Linked DNA regions of Rattus norvegicus: region 2 is linked to region 1. The links are chromatin contacts, called in public Hi-C maps. All regions are on one chromosome and are shown on one strand. Each heading gives the region's core, a stretch centred on a gene start, on an enhancer-like site or on the middle of the called end of the contact. The rest is flanking DNA. Distances are from core to core; before and after follow the strand shown.

Region 1 (3,163 bases), core at 317-2,816:
GGTACTTCTCACCTGAGTCAGAATTAGGCTGGCCTTCCTGGTTATTTCCCTAATTTATTCAGGCCACATAGTCGGTCCTTTGTTACCGAAGTCTCAGCCAGGGTTCCCCACTGTGCTTGACAGATACCTGCTAAGTGGTGTTCTTTGGATATATAGTTTGGTCAATAAAGAAACCAGAAGCTCTCTTCCTCTTCTGGCTTGACACGAATAACCTGTGTGTGTGTGCTTCTTTCATCCCACAGGCTTTCGCCCAATTCTCGGTAGATTCTCGGTACCGTGTCGGTGCTGGCGCCGACAAAGTGATATTTCTGGATGATTTCAGACAACAGGGAGGAAGAAGCTCGAGGTATTTCTTGCACCTGCATTTACATATCTGCATATAGAAATTAATGAGTGCCAGTGCTTGTATTAGTCACTTTCATGTTATTTTGACAAAACACTGTGACCATAAGCAACTTAACGAAGAATTTATTTAGGACTAAAATTCCAGAGGGATAAGAGGCCATCATCAGAGAGAGGCCTATCTATCATGGTAGATTCTAGTAGGCAGAGAGGCAGGAGCAGGAAGCTGGGAGATGACATCTCAACCACAAACACAAATCAGAGAAAGCAAACCAGAAGTAGGGAGAAGCTATATAGTCTAATGCCCATCCCCAGTGACATATAGTTTCCTCCAGCAAAAACCTCTGCAAACAGCCTCACTAACTGGGAACCGGGTGACCAAACACCCAAAACGACAGGGGGCATCTCTCATTCAGATCACCACAGCACTTAAAGAAGATGCTGGCAATGAGAATTATTAGGAGAACTTTGGATTTGTGTGATATCTAATTGTTTTAGCTCCCCTTCAGAAAAACAATAAACATATTCAGAGATCATAAAAGAGGAAGGAACTAGGAAGACATGAGGAGAATCTGAGGAAAGTCATTTATATCTAAGATGCTCCTCGAACACAAAGATGGCTGTTTTAAAATGATGAAGGGGAAGATTAAAGAATCAATCCGTCCAGCTGTTTCATCGCCTGTAGACCTAGATACCGTATTAAACATGAAACTGACTCACAGCCTTCACAAGTCTGCAGCTGTCAGCTGACTTGCCCAAGAGGCCTGGGATAAAGGCAGAAAGAGGCGGAGTCTCCAAGGAAGAGTGTCATTGGGGCCGATGGACCAACCTGCAACTGTCTATCCACCCTACCAGCCTCCCTCCATACTTAGAGACCAGCACATAAGAAATGCTGTGTGTGCTTTCTCCCTGCACTCTAATTTTGTGTCTCTGGTTAGTTTCCATTCTTCAGGCATCCCTGTTGCAGCTTCCTGCTTCCCTCCTCTAACACCAATGGCCAGACCAGCCTAGGACATGAGTACACAGGACCTATCAGAAACACGAAGGTTAACTTCCTGATTTGGAGCCATTGGCAGGAACGAATGTCTGGGATGAGAAATGCTTCAAATGCCTTTCAATTTAAATTTATCTGCAAATGTGAACACGCCAGGCCTAGTGCTATCAGATGCTTTAATGAGATCCTGTAATTGGAAGACATCTTCATTTCCTAAAGATAAATGTGAGTCTTCTGCCAAGGCTGCAGACTGCACTCTGGATTCTCTCTTTGGATCCTCTCCTTCTCAACTCCCACCATCTGGTAGTGAGTTTTGTTTGTATAACATCCTCTTAAAGAGTTTAAATTACTAAGATATTTCTGGGCTAAATGAACCGCCAGGCTAAATGCGGGCTTTGCTTCCTCCTGTGGGTGTTCCTCAGCTGCAAGCCAGACATTTTCCTCCTTAGAAAGAGAAATCTCTCTCTGCTAGGACAAACCAGACCGACAGGGTGGATCTCTAGACCTTGTCACTCTCCACAAGAGTCTGACATCAATATCTTAATGTGTACGCTTGGTGCTTTTCTCTTCTTCAATCCCTGGGTCTGTTGATGAAGCCAACTCACCCCTGGTAAGCCCAGGCGTGTAAATTCCCCAGTAAGCATGGTTGTTGGGAATACAGAGGCATGGAAGGGCACCTTCCTTTCCCACCTGTGGTCATGTGACAGGCAAGTCATGTGACAGGTGAGTCATGTGACCGGCAAGTGGCCAGCTTTTCTAAGCCTTAGCTCTTCTCCTAGAAATTCATTTCAACTACAAATGATAATGATCACACCGACACTCAGGGTTAATGAAGGACTAACAAGTGTTTCTGTAGGAGTTTGTATGACATCTGAAACTGAACTCCACAATCCACCTGCAATCTAGCCATCATCCTTCACGGATAAGTATTTACCAATGCCATAGGACAAGCTGCATATGACTGTCTCTGGTGACCTCTGTGTGGCTCCACTCAGAAGGCCTCCTCCTCCTCTTCCTCCTCTTCTTCCTCTTCCTCCTCTTCCTCTTCTTCTTCCTCCTCCTCCCCAAATTCTCTATGTGCCACAGGAATCACTGCTGCCGTGAAGCTCTCTGCTGAACCTCTCTGAAGCCCAGCATGCCTCCTGCTGTTTTTGAGTATATGAGTACACTTCAGACACACCAAAAGAGGGTGTGTGATCCCATTACAGATGGACATCAGCTACCATGTGTGGTTGCTGGGAATTGAACTCAAGGCCTCCAGAAGAGCAGCCAGTGCTCTTAACTGCTGAGATATCTTTCCAGCCCACGCCTCCTGCGTGTAAGTTACTATTGGACACCTACAATATGTGATTCGGTACTTAGTGGAGCCCACCTGGTGTTGTCTGCACAAGCATAGTGGTAAGCCTATAGCAGGTACCAAACAGCTATTTGTATAATCATTTCCTCTAGGGGGTTTGGAACCCTCAAGTGGTTTTAGATTACTGAGCGTGGGAATGGTAAATACATGACCCGAATGTTGCTCAGCGTCCTCCCATATTACCTACAGACATCATTAATCGAGTTCCAAAAGCACTCAGACAAGATTCTCTTTCTCCCCTCAGTACTTGGGGAGTCATTACTAATCAAGACAGAGCCTGAGATAAAGCATCCCATTCGCCATCAGCAGCAATGATTTGTTAGGGCTGCTCTAGCACACTGCTTCTCGGACTGATTCTTTGAAAAATGCTTAAACAGCAGAGCCAGGACAAAAATTTAACCTCCTATTTCCATGTTGGATGCTGTTTTGATTTACAACAATTAACTGAAAAAAAACTTTCACTCAGCTAT
Region 2 (2,933 bases), core at 61-2,560, 47 kb after region 1:
ATTAACATTTACTGTGACAACATGAGTGGTCATCTAATCCCAAAGAGAACACTTACATCTAACAAAGCAAAGACTTTGGCCTGAGCTTTTTTGTTGGCTTGTCACCACTTTACAATTATGTAGCTGCTCAGTTTACCAAATCTGCATAAAGTGCATTTTTAAAGATAACTTTCTAAATTAATATAAAGAGGCTTTCTTTATAATTTCACTGCAGTCGATTTGGCAAATTAGCAAGATATGTATAATAAAGAGAAGTGGGGATCACATCCATAGCAAACAGTAATAGTTCCCTTGTAGATTGTTGGAGACTTAGTGGAAACACCGAAGTGCATTAAGCATGCCTGACAACCTGAGTTCTGTCCCAGGATCCTGTGGTGGAAGCAGAGAACTGATTTCTGCAAGTTGCCCTTTAGATGCCACAGGAATGTGGGACACACACTAAAACGCCAAAGAATAGATATCTGAAAGTTCGAACATGAATAAATAAAGTTTGCTGGGGGTTTGTTTGTTTGTTTGGTTTTGGGTTTTTGTTTTTGTTTTTGTTTGAGATAGGGGTCTCATCTTGCCCAAGTCAGCTTAGAACTCTCTACAAGGAGAGGATGACCTTGAATATCTGACCCTCCTACTTTTACCTCTCAATGGCTGGCATTACCACGGTCTGTTTTATTCCCAGCTAGGGAATCGAACATGCAACTTCATACATCCATAGGTAAGCACTCTAGCAACTGAGCAGCACCTCTAATTCTTAAAAAAAAAAAAAAAAGGCTTTAATATTAAAAAAACATCTGGGGTAGAGGTTGTAGAGCCAGTAGGCATCCCTTACCTACGGTAATATTTGCATATTTATGTGCACACTGCAAACCGAGTGGAGATAGAATCTCTTATCAGCATGGGATGCTTTCTTGACATCTGACTTTCCTAGTCTCCTAACTTGATACGGCAGTACGCCAGTGTCAAGAGGGAAGGGAAGTGAGTGGTGGGTCCCTGGGTTAGCTGAGTCCCTCGCGGGAGAGGACAAACAGGTCTGAGTTGCACTCACCCAGGCCCCGCCAGCCCAGCGGACCATCGCAGCTATCCAGGATCGTGCACAGCTCGCCCAGCAGCGCGGGCGGCAGGTCGAAGAGCAGCGAGTGTGGCGACAGCGTACCACGGGCCCCGCACGGGCCGGCCATCGCGGAGCCCCGGACCCCACGCTGAGAAGCAGAGACGTCGCCGCTGCCACCTCCTTTCACAACCGCGGAAATTCAGCTCCACGACGGCTGCCCGGAGCTTGCAACACTCCACGCCCGGGCAGTCGCAGGGCGGGTCCCACGTGACGCAGGGAGCCTCTCCCCAGGGATGCCCCTGCGAGACCTGGGCTGCCCCGGCCTCTAGCGCACCGTTCCCCTGTCCTCTTGTTATGAACCGTTCTGTCAGTCCTCGCCTTGGGACGTGACCCAGGAGACCAGCCAAGAAAATGAGGGCGGGGGCAGCGGCTGGAATCCGGGAAAGCCGCCACCCCTCTGCTGCCCTGGGATGGGCGGCCTCCTGGCCACGACTGGATCAGAGAGGGTTTCGGTACATCTTTTAAAGTTTTCTTTGTCCGGTCAGGAAAGAAATACGTACTCGCCGAGAAACACGGTTTTTTTGCCAAGTAAATTTAAACGGAAGAAAACGTGAACACACTGGGGGGAGAATGGACGTAAAAGAAAACCACAACGAACAGGCCAAACCAGGGCAAAAAAAACCCTGCTCGTCCTTGCTACAGAGGGCAACCTCTGCCACAGTGCCACTTGGTTTTACTGCAGTCTCCTTTTCCTTCCTCCCAGTGCTTCAGCGAACTTGCAACACGAAGTTTAAGAAACATTGACTGGTGTCCTGAAATACTCTACCGTTTACGCTGTAACGACCCACCGCGGGAACCGTATGGATGTTTCGTCAGTAGACGAAGAGGTTCTTCAAAGGAGGTGGGAAAATGGAGTGGTAACCAACCACTTGAAAATCCAGCGGCTGTTTGAAACCCCAGATCTCCCTCTTTGGAATAGCGCCCCCTGGCTATCAGCAGCAATGGTGCCTGGGCGTTCAATACCCACTGTGTGAATTCCCGTAAAAACTGTAAAAGCTCGTAAACTAGAACTGTTTGAACGAAATTTCTGAAGTCTCTTCGTCCTAACGACTATGGTTTTATCAGACTACACGCCTAAAAGGACCCCTGTGCCACTATGCTAAGCATTAGCGGGAAGAGAAGATTGGCGTAGGTTACTTTTTGACTTTCTAGAGCTGAGAAAACAATCTGAGACCTATGTCTGCATAGGAAATCGCCATGTGTGATTGTGTTAGCTTTCTGACAAAATGCCCCACAGAACAGATTCAAAGGTTGTTTGGTTCATAACCAAACAGCGAAGCTCCATGGTTGGAGTTTGTGGTTCATGGTATCAGGAAAAGAGAGAGAGGTGGGGGAAGCCGGGCAGGGCCAGGGTGCCAAAATTCCCTTCAAGAGATCTGATTTCTTTCCACTAAGTCCCCCTAGATCCACTAGGTTTAATCACCTACCAGCAATGTATGTAGGCTGGCAACCAAGCTTTAGTGTATGGGCCGTCAGAGGATGTTTAAAATCCTCTCCGTAATAATAACAGCAACACTCAAAATGTTTGCATCACCAGATCTAATGTAGCATGAGGCAAGGAGAAAGAGATTGGGGACACGCCTCCAATGATGTAATCGGTGGAGTCAGTGTCAGTGTGAGCTGTGTGAGCTGCTTACCTCTCAACACTACTACCAGCTGGCAACCATGTGCTCAAACATGGACTTTCATTGCTTCCTGTCCAAACCATAATAAACACGTTTCTCATCTCTAGAGGTGAGCCATCTAGACCACTAGATAAGCCTCATCTTTTAAAAGCACTCTGAATCCCAGCCCTTCCCCTGTAACTGAAGGGAATGTGGGCAGCCAT

What was found. Hi-C and Micro-C count contacts between places; a contact is called where the count stands out from the background.
Region 2: a contact with region 1 is called in a Hi-C map of frontal cortex, with 2.3 times the contacts expected there. The contact joins the promoter of Irak3 here to the enhancer-like site in region 1. A contact is called at or near these places in 2 of 12 Hi-C or Micro-C datasets (frontal cortex and liver).

What each region holds. Positions count from the first base shown.
Region 1 is chr7:57,550,150-57,553,312 of GRCr8, forward strand. All of the region lies in intron 8 of Irak3 (interleukin-1 receptor-associated kinase 3), which reads right to left. Among named protein-coding and RNA genes, the nearest start is that of Irak3, 47 kb to the right of the region's middle. Within about 2 kb of position 1,567, at least 6 of the 93 cell types and tissues checked have an H3K27ac peak or open chromatin away from gene starts, as enhancers often do.
Region 2 is chr7:57,597,321-57,600,253 of GRCr8, forward strand. Irak3 (interleukin-1 receptor-associated kinase 3) reads right to left here and starts at 1,311. Exons shown (of 12, transcript NM_001108101.1): 1 at 1,040-1,311. The coding sequence starts at 1,172.